2 separate regions of the Danio rerio genome follow, and region 2 is linked to region 1. The links are chromatin contacts, called in public Hi-C maps. All regions are on one chromosome and are shown on one strand. The core of a region is the stretch at or near the end of the contact, and the rest is flanking DNA. Distances in the headings are between cores, read along the strand shown. Region 1 overlaps si:ch211-126g16.8 (a long non-coding RNA gene). Region 2 holds the start of b3gnt3.3 (UDP-GlcNAc:betaGal beta-1,3-N-acetylglucosaminyltransferase 3, tandem duplicate 3).

The links. Hi-C and Micro-C count contacts between places; a contact is called where the count stands out from the background.
Region 2: a Hi-C map of an unstated tissue shows a contact between it and region 1, with 20 times the contacts expected there. The contact joins the promoter of b3gnt3.3 here to the enhancer-like site in region 1. A contact is called at or near these places in 2 of 18 Hi-C or Micro-C datasets (caudal fin and an unstated tissue).

Annotation. Positions count from the first base shown.
Region 1 is chr8:15,307,307-15,314,612 of GRCz12tu, reverse strand. si:ch211-126g16.8 (a long non-coding RNA gene) reads right to left here. Exons shown (of 6, transcript XR_012384162.1): 3 at 1,169-1,238. It also overlaps a transcript of b3gnt3.1 not described here. Among named protein-coding and RNA genes, the nearest start is that of b3gnt3.1, 11 kb to the right of the region's middle. Within about 2 kb of position 2,037, at least 3 of the 62 cell types and tissues checked have an H3K27ac peak or open chromatin away from gene starts, as enhancers often do.
Region 2 is chr8:15,357,141-15,364,400 of GRCz12tu, reverse strand. b3gnt3.3 (UDP-GlcNAc:betaGal beta-1,3-N-acetylglucosaminyltransferase 3, tandem duplicate 3) reads left to right here and starts at 5,435. Exons shown (of 2, transcript NM_001128245.2): 1 at 5,435-5,522; 2 at 7,118-7,260. The coding sequence starts at 7,126. All of the region lies in intron 4 of si:ch211-126g16.8 (a long non-coding RNA gene), which reads right to left.

The sequences.
Region 1 (7,306 bases), core at 788-3,287:
TTACACACTACATGGAGGGGAATTTTCAAAAACCCATAATATGGGCTCTTTAAATCCATAATGTTGCCATACTTTAGATTTAAAACTCAGTGGGGAATAAAATGTTTGTTTTGCTTCTCGCGCTTTCTGAGGGTGCACCACTAGCTTCATCCGCACACCTGATACACTGAGTTGTAGTGTAAGTGTACACATCCGCAAATCCGTTGCTAAGGCTTACTTTATGTAGGTCGATTAAATTATGCGCCAAAAACAGGTTGACAACACTTGTTAATAAATAAAAAATACATTCTATAATAAAAATATAAGCTGTATCTTGGAAAAACCGATGCATCTCGCAAAAACCGATGCATCTCGATTTGCTTCCAAAATTTCATTCATCCTCTGCTGCTCAACCGATGCACTCGCATCGTGCACGCGCATGACCGCGTATCGATACATATCGATTAATCTTCCCATCCCTAGTAAATACTATGTCCTGGTTCATATGCAGGAGTCTGACATTCATCCTCCTATTGTGGTGGAGGAGGCTTTTTACTGTCCCAAATTTTCGATGTGCAAAAAAACCATTTTAAAAGAACAAAAGAGCAGGGTATGTAAAGATATTTCAAAGCAAAATACAATAGCTTGATGGATTCAATATGATCAAGATTTTTTAAAGTAATGATAAAATGAATGTTGCCTTTTGGAAATGAAGTTGACTTTTGCACTTTATTGTATGTTAGGATATTTTTTGGGATCCAATTTACTGTTTGTATTGATTTTCTTTTATTTATTTTTTTTGTATTGATTTACTAGATTTTTTTTATTCATTATTCACGTTTCTTTGACCAGTCTGTCTTTTGCTTAATGAGTGCTTGTTATTGTTAAATTTGGTGTTCTGAAGGATATTTATTTTTACAGTGATTTATTGTTTAATTTTCTTACCGTATCATTTAATAGTCAACAATTTGCCATGAATATGGTAAACAATAGAAAGTTTAAATGTTATTAAAGTCATGAGCATGGTCAATAGCTTGTGTTTCTGGTGTTTGTAAATCCATCTTGAAAGTAATTTTACAACTTTATACCAACAATAGCTAAAGTGGTTTCAAATCTGTGTTTGATTGATTTGGTCTAAATTTACAATGAACATTTTAACTGTCTGTCAAAATGTACAGTACTTGCATACCTCAGTGCAACCTGCTCTGCTTATTTGCTGTGTAGACTGATGGAAAATGGACAGAGGAGGCAAGCAGCACCTGCACAGGAAAAAGTTCAATTTTCAATAAAACTGTACAAACAACTGGCTTTTAGAAATAAACCATTTAAACATTAATTGTAAATGGGCTTTTTACATTCATTAGTACCCTCATAATGTAATGTCTTTTTGCTATAATGTACATGTAACATAAATTCCTTTTTAAGTATTGTTGCTTTACAATGTTGATCATGATCTAGAATCAAGGGTTATCAGCAGTGATGAGGGACTTAAGTCACATGATTTGACTCAAGTCATACTTGGGTCACAAAATTTAGGGCTTTAGACTTGCTTGACAAATATCCAAAAAAGACTTGACTTGACCTGGACTTGACTGTCATGACTTGAAACTAGACTTGAGTTAATGGACTCGAAATAACATGTTTTTGTTAAATAAATACCTGTTTTTGTATAATACGCATTACATACAACCCTGAAAGTTATAAATGTAAATATAAAATGCAAAAGAAATTGCAAAAGTTTCAAAATCAACAAAAATTTGATTGACTTGAAAGTGACTTGCTAGACCAAGCTACTGTATGACTTGACTTGAGATAAGCAGTAACTCTACTTGACTTGACTTTGACAAAAATGACTTGACTTGCTTGATACCTGAAGGTTATAACTTGAGACTTGCACATGTGTGATTTACTCCCACCTCTGGTTACCAGGATAATTCCATTATTTTCTTTAATCTGAAGCATCGATAACAGCATTGCAACAGTCAAACTCTCTAAACTTTTAGTTTTCTTTTTCTCTGTCCCTTCTGTTTTTTCAGACCTTGTACATTAGGTCAATAAAAGATGTCATCATCGAGTGATTTCCTAACTTTTGGGCTGTCCTGCATCAGAATGCTGTGTTATTAAGTATACAATAGTGCCCTCTGTGGGTGAAAAGATTCTCTGTGTTTTTTTTATTTTTATTTATGTTGTATTTTTCCCAGGGGTCCGTTCTTCGTACCTCGCTTAAATGATCTTAGATGATTTGGCAGATCCTGGATCTTTTAATCTTGATAACTGATCTCTCGCTAATTTGGTTCTCCAAACAAGTTCGCGAATCAGATTAGAATATCTGGATGAACTGATCTGAGATCGCTGCGTTTGTTGTTAAGGACAGATCTATCGATCCTCGAAATCATGATCAGCAATGCAACGATTGGCTGACGGCACAGCAGCGTAATGACATCATCTGATTAATATTCAATTATCCATGTGAGCAAAATTACATCAAATTAGCAGTAAACGGCTTGTTAAATATGACACGCAGTAACTTCACATTTGTTGTGAGCTGCAGGCTTTACACTTTCATCTGTCAAGACAAGAGTATTCATCATGTATTTCAATGCAAATCAATGTATTTAGTTCTTCATTTAGAAAAGATTTTCTTTATTATAGTATCCGTTTTTTAATCGGTGTAAAGAATAACTGGTTGTTTACAAAAGCATTTTGATATTGGTAAAGGCGTCTGCAACTTTTGTGAAGCATCACTGGCATATTAACGTTCAAAACATGTTTATGACTGCATAAATATATTATTGCTTTTAAAAAAAGTCACATATTGTGCATTTCTATTATACACAATTTGTACTAAAGCGATCTAAAAAGTTCATATCAATAAGTTTTCTCTTTGCACCGCCAGGTGGCAGTCTTTGTACTTTCATTTCGAGGGTGCAGATTGCATACGTTTTATTAATATGTATAACTTTATTTATTTTATTAATGAATATAACTTTTATATATATATAGTTAAAAAATATTTACTATTTTCCCAAGTGTATATAACTTTTACTGTAAGAAAATATCAGAGCTCGGTACATACTTTCTGTATTATCTTTGCTTGAACTGAACCGATCTAATCCTGTTTATATGATTTGAACCTGCTCCCGATCAGGTTTGATCTAGCAGAACTGTTGCCATGACAACAACTCTCGGATCAGCTTTGAAGAACGAAACGATCCTGGATTGTGTCAAATCGTCAATATCCAAATCCAGCTAACTGAGTAATCCACGTACGAAGAACGGACCCCAGGACAGAGATAAATCACATGCAGCAGATATCTCTTCTCAAAAATACCGCCTTGTTGCATTTTCAACAAATAGATTTTTTTTCCAGAAGCAATTTCTCTGGTACAGTGCGTCAATCAATCAAAGCCAGATCTCAAAATCCACAGAATGAACATATTATGAATGAAAAGCTGACATCAGGTTTCCATGATTTAGGACAAAAAAATAAATAAAAATAAAACATCCATATGAGTGAATCATTTCTAATGAACAGTATATATGTCATTAGTTACATTTATGATATTGATTTATATTATTAGTGGAATGATAATAATAACAATAACAGCAACACAATTATTTAAAGATAAATGATGTTACATTGAATGTTTTAAAATAGTATTTAACAATCAGTGGTCATCCTCAAGAGGGCGCTTAACAGCCTTTAAACACAATTTTCTTTGCAGAGTGAGATCAAGACTAAATGATGTCAAGTCTCAAGCATATAAAAACAAGGCATTCATGCATTACCATTATAGCCATGGGCATGTTAGGCTAAATAATTCAAATGGATCATTGACTTCTTCTGTCTTCATTTGTTTTAAAAAAAAAAACAGATTTCCTAACAATTTAAAACAGCATCTTTGGATATCTTTTCTGCTGGAGATACTGCTGTCCTAAAAAAACAAACAAAAAAGTAAATAAAAATCTTACACATATGGATTACGGGGACATCCGGTTTCCACCTGATGGAGTGAGTTGGAAGTGCGCTGCTCTGCCGAAAACAATCTATAAAAGGCTCGCCTCAAACCTACATCCCATTTTGGCGTAAGAACTGCTGGTCTGAGTGTTCCAGCTGGAAATGTTGACAAATTTGACCCTTGCTATTACAGAGAAATTATTTTAGTCCACAGATTTTTGCCACACATGATCTTTGTGATGTGGGAGGAAATACAAAACCCAGATTTGTAATGTGCAAAGACCAAAAGAACAGGGTGGATTAAAACTTTTTCAAAGGAAAAAATATATTAGCTAATTAACCAAAGGAAAGTTACTGATAGTTACATTCAGAATTTGAATGAAATCTTTTTATTATTCAAGTTCTTCTGGATTAAAAGAATTCACAAAATGTGAATTAAAAAATGCTGAATTGCAAATCAGATTTATTAAATAATCTGTAACATCAGAAAACAGCAATCCACATCGGTTTTAAAATTATAAAAAGATTATAAAGTATGTTGACATGAGTGAACATTTTGACTTATTGACATGATTAAATGCTGATTAATTGTGATACATAAAACTCCAGCACCTATATCAAGTTGTTTTAGTTCGATACTTAAGTCAGATTCATTTATGGCATTGTAATCTTACTCAATGGAGACGTGCATTAAACTACACGTAAAATCCTGAATATTTGACTAAAGTTTCCTAATTCATTATTCATGTTTCTTTGACCTGTCTGTCTTTGGCTTAATGAGTGCTTGGTATTATTAAATTTGGTTTTCTGAAGGATATTTTTGCACAGTTGACATATTGTTTAATTTTCTTACCTTAGCATTTAATTGGCAATAGTTTGCTGTAAAAATGGTTAACAATAGAAAGTTTAAATGTAATTAAAGCCATAACCATGATCAATAGCTTGTGTTTCTGGTGTTTGTAAAGTCTTTTCACATTTTGATATTAAAGTGGTTTCAAATCTGTGTATGATTGATTTGGTCTGAATTTGCACATTTTAACTGCCTGCCAACATGTTCTTGGATACCTCAGTGCATACTGCTCTGTTTATTTGCTGTGTAGACAATCGATACAGCAGGCAAACTGAAACAACAGCACCTGCACAGAAAAAAGAAACAGAAAAACTTGCATTTAATTCTATTTTTAATAAAACTGTATCCACTTGCTAAGTGTTACATCAAGCGAAGTGGTTTGCGGTCCAAGTCCAAGTGCTCTATCAAACTGTATTGGGAGACTCATCAAATGGTAATAATAAACATTTGCAAAGCAATGTAATACTTTCAAAAAATCACTATCTCCATATATAAGCATACATGCCTACTTTCAGATGGCCAAAAAGTGATACATTTTGTTATAAATAGTTAAAATATTGATGTATGTGATGCAGTAAGTCCAAAGCCTGTTATGTACACTATGATTTTATATCAAATGAACTTTAATGTGTGTTATGACTAAAAAGTTGTCATAAACGATTATTTTCTCAGTTCAAATGTGTAGCAGCTTGCACCCCAAAACAGTGCTTCATACGTCACGACTTAACAAGCGAATAACAAACAAGCTGTTGGACATAATCCATTTAAATATTAGGATATGTTTAGAATGTTGTTTTATACATCTCAGATGATGATCTAGAATAAACTCTATTGCAAAAACAGGTTAATTTTACAACAATAACTTCAACCACTGAAGACCGTTGTGTAAATACACTGATTTATCTATGAATCTGTAAAAAAAACTATGCATTTTGGATAGAGCTGAAAAAAAAAATAGCTAGTCTTTTAGAACTCTTTTTTTCTTTTTTTAGGACAAGTGACTTATGGGAATTTTAATTTTTGCCTTTCTGATTGACCAAACCAAACTTTTAATCTACTGAATTTACATGAACTGTTTGCCGACATCCCCCATTCTACTATACACTGTGTAGCTTGTAGAAGGATAGAAGGAGTTCAACTAAATTAATTAACATCATGACTGATAACAAATTGAACAACCTCTGAATAGAAAACTCTTCTTTCTTTTATTTTTACACACCAGTCTCTTCAAAGTGGGTGTTGTAAATAAACAGGGGTTATCAGGATGATTTTCTTTTTTTTTAATCTGAAGCATCGACAACAGCATTTAAACAGCTAAACTCTATAACCTTTGTCTTTCTTTCTCTTCAGTTTTTTCAGACCTTGTGCATTTTATGAAAGGGTGTCATCATTGAGTGATTTCCTGTGTTATTAGGTAAACAATAGTGCCCTCTGTGGGTGACAACTTTCTTTGTGATATTATGTTGTATTTTCTCCAAAACAAAGATAAATCACATACAGTCGGCTATAATCTCTTCTCAAAAACATCCTTTTATTGCCTTTTGAACATGTTGACTTTTTTTCCATAAGCCATTGTTTTTGGCAAGTGTGTCAATCGAACAAAGCAAGATTTCAAAATCTACAGAATGAACATATTATGAATGAAAATCTGACTTCAGGTTCCCATAATTTAGGACAAAAAAATTAAATCTATATAAATCAATAATTTCTTGTAAACAGCATGTCATTAGTTACATTTATAATATAGATTTATATTAATAGTTGATTGATAATAATAACAATAAAAGCAATGCAATAATTTGTAACAAAGTTTACTTTTGAGGTGGGATCAATGCTGGGTTCCATTCGGAAAGGCTCATCCCTATGCCCTTATCCACAGGTGTCAAACTCAGTTCCAGGAGGGCCGCAGCTCTGCACAGTTCCATCCTTAATAAAAACACATCTGATCAACCTAATTGAGTCCTTCAGACCTGTTTGAAACTATGAGCCAATCACAGTCATTTTTGTTGAGCGTAGGGCTGTGACGGTCACCGTGAAAACCGCATCACTGCGGTGGTCAGTTGCCACCGCAGTTGTCCATTGCCACCGGTGGTAGTACATGACATCACGCACTTTAAAACAAAACTAACATGTTGACTTTGCACGTTCAGACGGTGTACTTGTAGCGCAAATGCAGATACTTTTTCCCAACCGTGCGAGAGGGTTTCTTGCTTCTGTTCCGCCGCCCCCATTTCTCGGAAAAAAGGTTTCTCACTGCGGAGCGGGGCGTTCTCAACTACCAAATATGTAGCATTTCTCGTCAATGTGTTTTATTTATCACCCAAGTATTTTATTTATTTAAAATATTTATTATTTTAGAACTCTTTTTTTTTAAAGAGTTTATTATTTAAAATAACACCCAAGTATTTTATTTATCACCCAAGTATTTTTATTTATCACCCAAGTATTTTTATTTATCACCCAAGTATACCCAAATATTACATTTATATATAACATTATATATAAATATAATGTTATAT
Region 2 (7,260 bases), core at 4,186-6,685, 46 kb before region 1:
ATCAATGACACAACATTAGAACTTTTGTTTTTTTGTTGTTTGTGTCATATTACACACAAAGGAACTTTCTATTTTTGCTATTGATAGAAATAATCTTTCTAATAGATGAAGAGCATTTAATAAATTTACTAAAAAATAACATTAATCCATATAAAAAATACAAACTCTTATTAGAGGACTCTTCATAGCACTGTGAGACTTTGTACAAATATTTCACTAAGATTTTTAATAACAACTTTGATTGTTCTGGACTATTTAATTTGCAACTGCTTCATAAAATGTTTGTCTGATTTTTAACTTGTTTCTTCAGTTTCCTATTGCAGTCACCAGATTTAGGGCTCTATTTTGAAAGTCCATGCGCAAATTGCAAAACGCAGGCCACAAAAGCATTAAGTGCGTGTCTGAATCCACTTGTGCTATTTTAAGGATGGAAAAATCTGCTTTGCGCCGTGGCGCATGTTCTTATAGGGTTGAGCTTTGAGAGGTGTGCTTTGAGAATAAACCAATCAGAGTCCCTCATCTCCCATTACCTTTAAGTGTCAGTTGCGTCGCACCATAGCGTATTTGCTATTAACCTGACGGACTTCGTAAGTGGAAAAACTGAGCGCTTCACTAACGAGAAAAACAGTTAAACAGAGCATCTACAGCCCTGAGAATGAGTGATGAGCCTCCTCATTGTTTACTTTCACTTTCACTCTCGTGGATAGGGAAACGTGTTGTACGCACAGACATTAACCTATACAAAATTAATTAGTTTATTAAGCGCAAAGATTTGTTTCAAAACTATTTCTAATTTCAGTTCTAATTTCCAGCAGCTTTTTAAAAATATTTCCCAAACTATGTTTAACAGAGCAAGGACATTTTCACAGTATGTCTGATAATAATTTTTCTTCTGGAAAAAATATTTTTTGTTTTATTTTGGCTAAAATAAAAACAGTTTTAATTTTTTAAAAGACATTTTAAGGATGAAATGATTAGCCCCTTTAAGCTATATTTTTCCCGATAGTCTACAGAACAAACCATTGATATACAATAACTTGCCTATTACCCTTACCTATCTAGTTAACCTAATTAACCTAGTTAAGCCTTTAAATGTCACTTTAATTTGTACAGAAGTGTCTTGAAAAATATCTAGTAAAATATTATTTACTGTCATCATGGCAAAGATAAAATAAATCGGGTATTAGAAATGAATTATTACAATTATTATGTTTAGAAATGTGTTGAAAAAAATTCTCTCCATAAACAGAAATTTGGGGGGGCAAAAAAAAAAAAAATTCAAGGGGGCTAATAATTCTGACTTCAACTGTATATATAAGTCTGCATTCGGAAATAGTAAGTAGTAAATAGCAAATAAAGACAATTTCAAAATCTTTCATATTGCACTTGATTTGTTAGTACTAACTTTATAATGTTGACAAAAAGCACATGATTGTTAATGTTTTGTGCGGTATAGATTGAAATATCCGAGAAAGCCTGTACAGTAAACCATAGATGGAAGTGGAAAAAAGATTGAAATTTGAATGGATTTCAAAGATTTTTTATTTGTCTTGTTTAGGCTACCTGTGATCAGATCGAATAAAACACATCTTTTTACCTGGTGGAAACAAAGCAGCATCAATCGTTTTTATATTGTAGACTCCATCAGATTCATCTACTTTAGCAATCTAAAACAAGCCTGCTTTTGGTGCATGTTCAACATGGGTTATGGGTTAAGACAAACGCTCAATGGGTTATATGCTCAGCTAGTGTTTTTCAGCCAATAATAAGCTTCCAGTGAAAGCTTAATGTGACTATTTTCACTTTCATACAGGTCCTTTTAGAGCATCGATGTTGTAATGTAATTACAATACATTCAGTTAAATAGACTTAAACATTCAGTTAGTAGTTCAAGCGAAAAACGAGATGAGCGCCATCAGGAACAGCAGGTGAACGCAGAAACTCTATTGAAAATATGGGGTAAAAAAACTGTCACATTTTAAACTCAATTCCTGGAAGGCCGCAGCCCTGCACAGATGAGTTCTAACCCTAATTAAACACACCTGATCAAACTAATTGTGTCCTTCAGGCTTGTTTGAAACCTACAGGTAAGTGTGTTGGAGCAGGGTTGGAACCAAACTTTGCAGGGCTTTGGCCCTCCAGAAATTGAGTTTGACATCCCTGTTTTAAAGACATGGCGGGGGGGAATGGAATTTAATGCAGTGCTTCTTGTCCGCTCTGAGACCTACTTTATATCGTTTAACTATCAGGCAGGGAAGATCACTGATTTTTTTCAGAAACCAGATCTTAAATCTTGGCAGTTTTATAATGGAAAGACAGTTCACTAGAAACTCTCTGGCTGGCTGACTAAAATTAAAAGTTTGTGTGCATATACCTCATTAAGAAAATGAATTGACTGAACCAAAAAGGTGTTCAAACTGCGCAATAACAAGAAATAATATAGAAAGTGCAGTCAAACACATTAAAAGGAAAGAAGCAACCTGGTTTAAAAATGTAAGGAGTAGATTGCAGATAGGATGTGTTGGAGAGGCGGGGCTTGACATACTTGTCTGTCATTCTCATGGTGCAGCAAAAACAGAGGTATGCAGAGAAGCGCCCGCAGCTATGGGAAATGACCTCATTATATGGGCCTTTGTGTGCTATTGTGTGCGTCTAATGAACTTTGATTACACATTATAATCTAAAGAACAATCATTCTCATCTCTTTATCTGATGATCGAGTGATTTGGCATTTATACTGAATAGGCAAGACATTCAGAAGTGACGAGGTTAAGCTCAGCTAGAGCACAATCATGATCATATGATTTATGATCATAAGATCGCTAGTGGTATGTGAATTATGTTCTATTAGTAAGTGTTTGTCATTGTGCTTTTATAGTGAGAATGTCAAGTGTTACAAGAAGTCCTTTGTTTTAGGCTTATTGCCAGTTTTGAATACTTTCGTTTTTTTACGTGCCGATTTCATTGCATAAAGATTGTAACACTCTTATTTTCATGTTTACTACTCGGCTAGTAGACATTTTGATGCATATACATGCATATGCATATACCCTAACATTGCACTGTGATTACATGGTGAAACAGACACCTAACTGCCTCATTATTATGAACTTTAAACCTTGCAGGCTTCATCCTGACTCACACCAACTGCTTTTCTAGTTTGTCTTAATGACAAAATAATAATAACAACATGTAAAGCATTTTGTAAAACCTTTTAAATGATTTGTTTTCTTAAAATGATTTAAACTAAATATTATAGATAAACTATTTCGTTTTCAAAACTAAACCTTTTCCTAATTTGACTGCTGGATTTTTCCATGTCCATGATTGAGAGTTGGGGATACATTTGCGCAGATATAACAAACATCAAACTTTTTTTTTTTAGACCCTCATCATACAAAATATGATAGAAAAGGATGTTATGTATGATTTTTAGGTTTAATTAATACTTCTAGGTATTTATTTGGGGGCTCTCAGATGCATTGGGGCCTTAAGCGGCTGCTTATCTTCTTTATTAAATTCTTCTCCTGTATGTATGAACCAATAGACCTCTTATGGGGCCCTATCATACACCCGGCGCAGTGTGGTGCAAGGCGTGGCGCAGTAGTCTTTTGGTAGTTTCAGCTTGGCGCAAGAGTCGTTTTGAGGCGTTGCGCTGCGCTGTTTAAATAGCAAATGCATTAGCACTCATATAGGCGTTCTGGTCTATAAAGGAAGGGGTTCTGAGGCGGACCGCTGGCGCGTTGCTATTTTGAGAATCTATAATAGATTTTTGATTAAACCAAAACTAACCCGGTCTAAACTCTGGCGCAGAGTTGCGCCTCGCTTACGCACTGCTTAATACGCACAAGAGAGTAATAGGCAAATATGTCATGTAGATCAAAATGTATTATAATGAGCTCTGTTGAGTAGCTTCACCTCACAAAACATTTAGGTATTAGTTATAGCACAAGTCTTTACATGCAAAATGGATGAACAACTTAATATTTTGTCATTATGCATTTTTAGATTTCAATTAGATTTAAAAAACCTTATTGAAGAACAAGGTTTGTGATGTGGATGAGAATTTGCCGCCCAAAAGACAGGAACTTCAAGAAGACTGCACTGTAATTTCTACAGCACTGCTTACAGTTTTCTCTAAGGAGATTGTCTCGTGTTCACATTTCTATTTCCTTTTTTGTGTGTGCTATGCAGTGCTGTCTTTACCTTTCTGTATATGACATAGTCTGCCAACTAATTACAGTACAAACAAAGCATAATGTGAATCTTGTCATGTTTCTTGCAATCAAACACCCATATTTGTGAAGGTGTAACCTACAGTTTGCAATAACTGTCATCAAATCTGTAGCCATAGTTTACTATAAATCAGAACATCCCCCCATACATTGACTGTTAAATTACAGCACTGTTACATTGACATCATGACCAAGCAGTTTGTCTTATCCGCAGATTCCGCACACAATGACGCAAGAACTGCATGTTCATTGACGCATTTAATTTTGAGAGATGAACTAAGGATTTTGAGCTAGAGATTGGGTTTTGCAGGTAATTCATGGTGTTTTGCTATTTGTATGCATTGTTTTGCAGATTTCAAGTCTGATCTGATGAATGTATCAAAAGCCACTGATAAAAACTGTCACAGAAACAGACATATGTTTTCCAACTGCATTATGAAGTTTGCTGAGGAGTGAATTTGTACATACTGTATGTAAAAGTAGGGTATTGTTATGTTATATTATGTTCCTTTAAAAGTATTGGTTTTCACTGAATCCACTTTGTTTGAAGAACAACACTGGACAGGATGTGTAATAACAGTTATTCATTTAGTAATTTATTTTCATCTAAATAATTATTTTAACCTGATAAATCAATTATTTTAATCAATTAACAGATGGTCAAGGTGGTGCAGTGGTTAGCACAATCACCTCACAGCAAGAAGGTCGCTGGTTCGAGCCTCGGCTGAGTCAGTTGGGATTTCTGTGTGGAGTTTGCATGTTCTCCCCATGTTCGCGTGGATTTCCTCTGGGTGCTCCGGTTTCCCCCACAGTCTAAAGACATGCGGTATAGGTGAAATGGGTAAGCTAAATTGTTCGTAATGTATGTGTGTGAATGTATCTGTGTGTATGTGTTCCCAGTGATGGGTTGCAGCTGGAAGGGCATCCACTGCCTAAAACATATGCTGGGTAAGTTGGCGGTGCATTGTGGCGACCCCAGATTAAAAAAGGGACTAAGCCAAAAGAAAATAAATGAATGATTGGCAGTCGAAGGAGGCCATTGCTTACTTCGCTAACATACAATTACCTTGATTAACCAGTTTAAGAGTTTCAGGCTAATTCCAGAGAGGGGTTATTTGACAGTATTTGCATGCTGACTTACTATTGGTCTTGAAAGCACTTGGTCGGCCCTTCAAAGTGTGCAAAAAAGTACCTTTTATGTGCAGAAACTGTGATTCCCTTTGTCTTGGACACACTGGCTTTACTTAAAACAAAACTGCAAACATCTCTCAGAGGCTCTCAAAAGAGGTGAGGAGTTTTGTTTCCTATATAGTTACAATTTAATCTTTTTTACTTGAGGGAAATTTAAATGAATTCAAATCAATAAGACAAAATTATTTTGTTTGCAATTTATGATATTGTTAAATTATTCAATAAAATTTTGTTATTATTGTTAAATTGTTCAATATTACTATTGTTAATTAAAAATGATTAGGGTATGTCAACTCCTTACAGCTCCTAACTTTACTATAACATTAAAGCTTTCAGGCATTGTCTTACATGCCTATTTATTGAAATGATGTTTCAGTGTTTTATTACTTCATTATCCAGACTGAAACTTTAATGGTTGTATTTAGATCACATGTGTCACAGAATTGGAAGAAATTGCACTGCTTTGTCTTTTTACTGTTTATTGTTATTTGTAGGGCTGGTCTCTCTGATTACCCTGTATTACTGGTTTTACCATGTGTCCATCTACACCGCCTAAACCAATTACTTTAGTAATGACAGCGACTTTTTTACTCCTGAATACATTTCAAACTGAGAATAGAATAAAACAGAATAAGAAAACATTCACTTTAAGAGCAAATATTTTCTAAGCCATTTTCAGAGACCTAAAATATCTTGTACTTTGAACGGCCACAATTAACGAATTTAGAGGATCTTCTAGGGAAAGAGCTTCACGGGGCAGTGTTATATATGAAGGTGGGGCTTCTGTATCATTGCCACATATTTCCTATTCAATAGAACACACAAGCATGGTAAATACCAAAATGTCACAGTGCAGTGGTTTTCCTTTTAAAATTCAGTGGTCGTACAGTAGGAGTCTGGGTTTGACGATTCAGGGAATGTTGTTTAGAAGGCCAATCAAGTGGAGTGAATGTACACAAATGTGCCTTCATTTTCTAAAGTCTGGTCTATCTCTGTTGAGGCCCTGCAAGATAGTGTTGCCACTGGCTTGCTTGGATTGGGACTTGTGGAGCTGCGCATCGCTGGCTTTGCTCTTCAGTGGTTGAACTTTTAGTGAAAATTAAACCCCACTGAACCGAACTTCAACTCCGAAAACTGGACTGACACAGTTCCAATTTACTAGAACTTCTATGTTAAGCTGCTTTGACACAGTCTACATTGTAAAAGTGCTATAGAAATAAACTTGAAGGAAACTGACCCTTCGCTAAGCCACACCCAAAAACCGCCACCTACCGATCGTGGCTTAGTAACCGTAGGCAAGGTGACAATGTTCAAAACTGCATAATTGTCCAACAGTAAAATTCTGTTCATATTACAATTAAATACTGTGTAATTTGCAAAAATTGATGACAGTGTTGGCTTTATGAATGGGGTCGGACGGGTTAGTCGATATCAACCTGATGTATTATTATTTATGAAAACAAGCCAATGAATTCTCTTATGGACGTGTGAGATTTTATAGATCTAACCTATAAAGTCGGCCAATTTCAAACCTTATGACTTTTTTCTGCAGAGCACAAAACAATGTATTTCATGTCCACACAAAAATATAAAAGACATAAAAAAACATCACAAAAGTAGTTTTTTATATACTTGTTTAGTGAACTTGCATGACTAACAATAATGTAAATTGTGTCTCTGTTCTTAAACAGGTGAAAAGATGAGAAAGAAGAATGTGGAATCTGCACTATTATTTCTAACAGGTGTCGTGTGCCTGCTCATTATCACCAACAAAAATGACTCTAAAGAAGATGATGTGAATCTAAAGAGCAAAAAAACAGAAGAAATCCTTCAT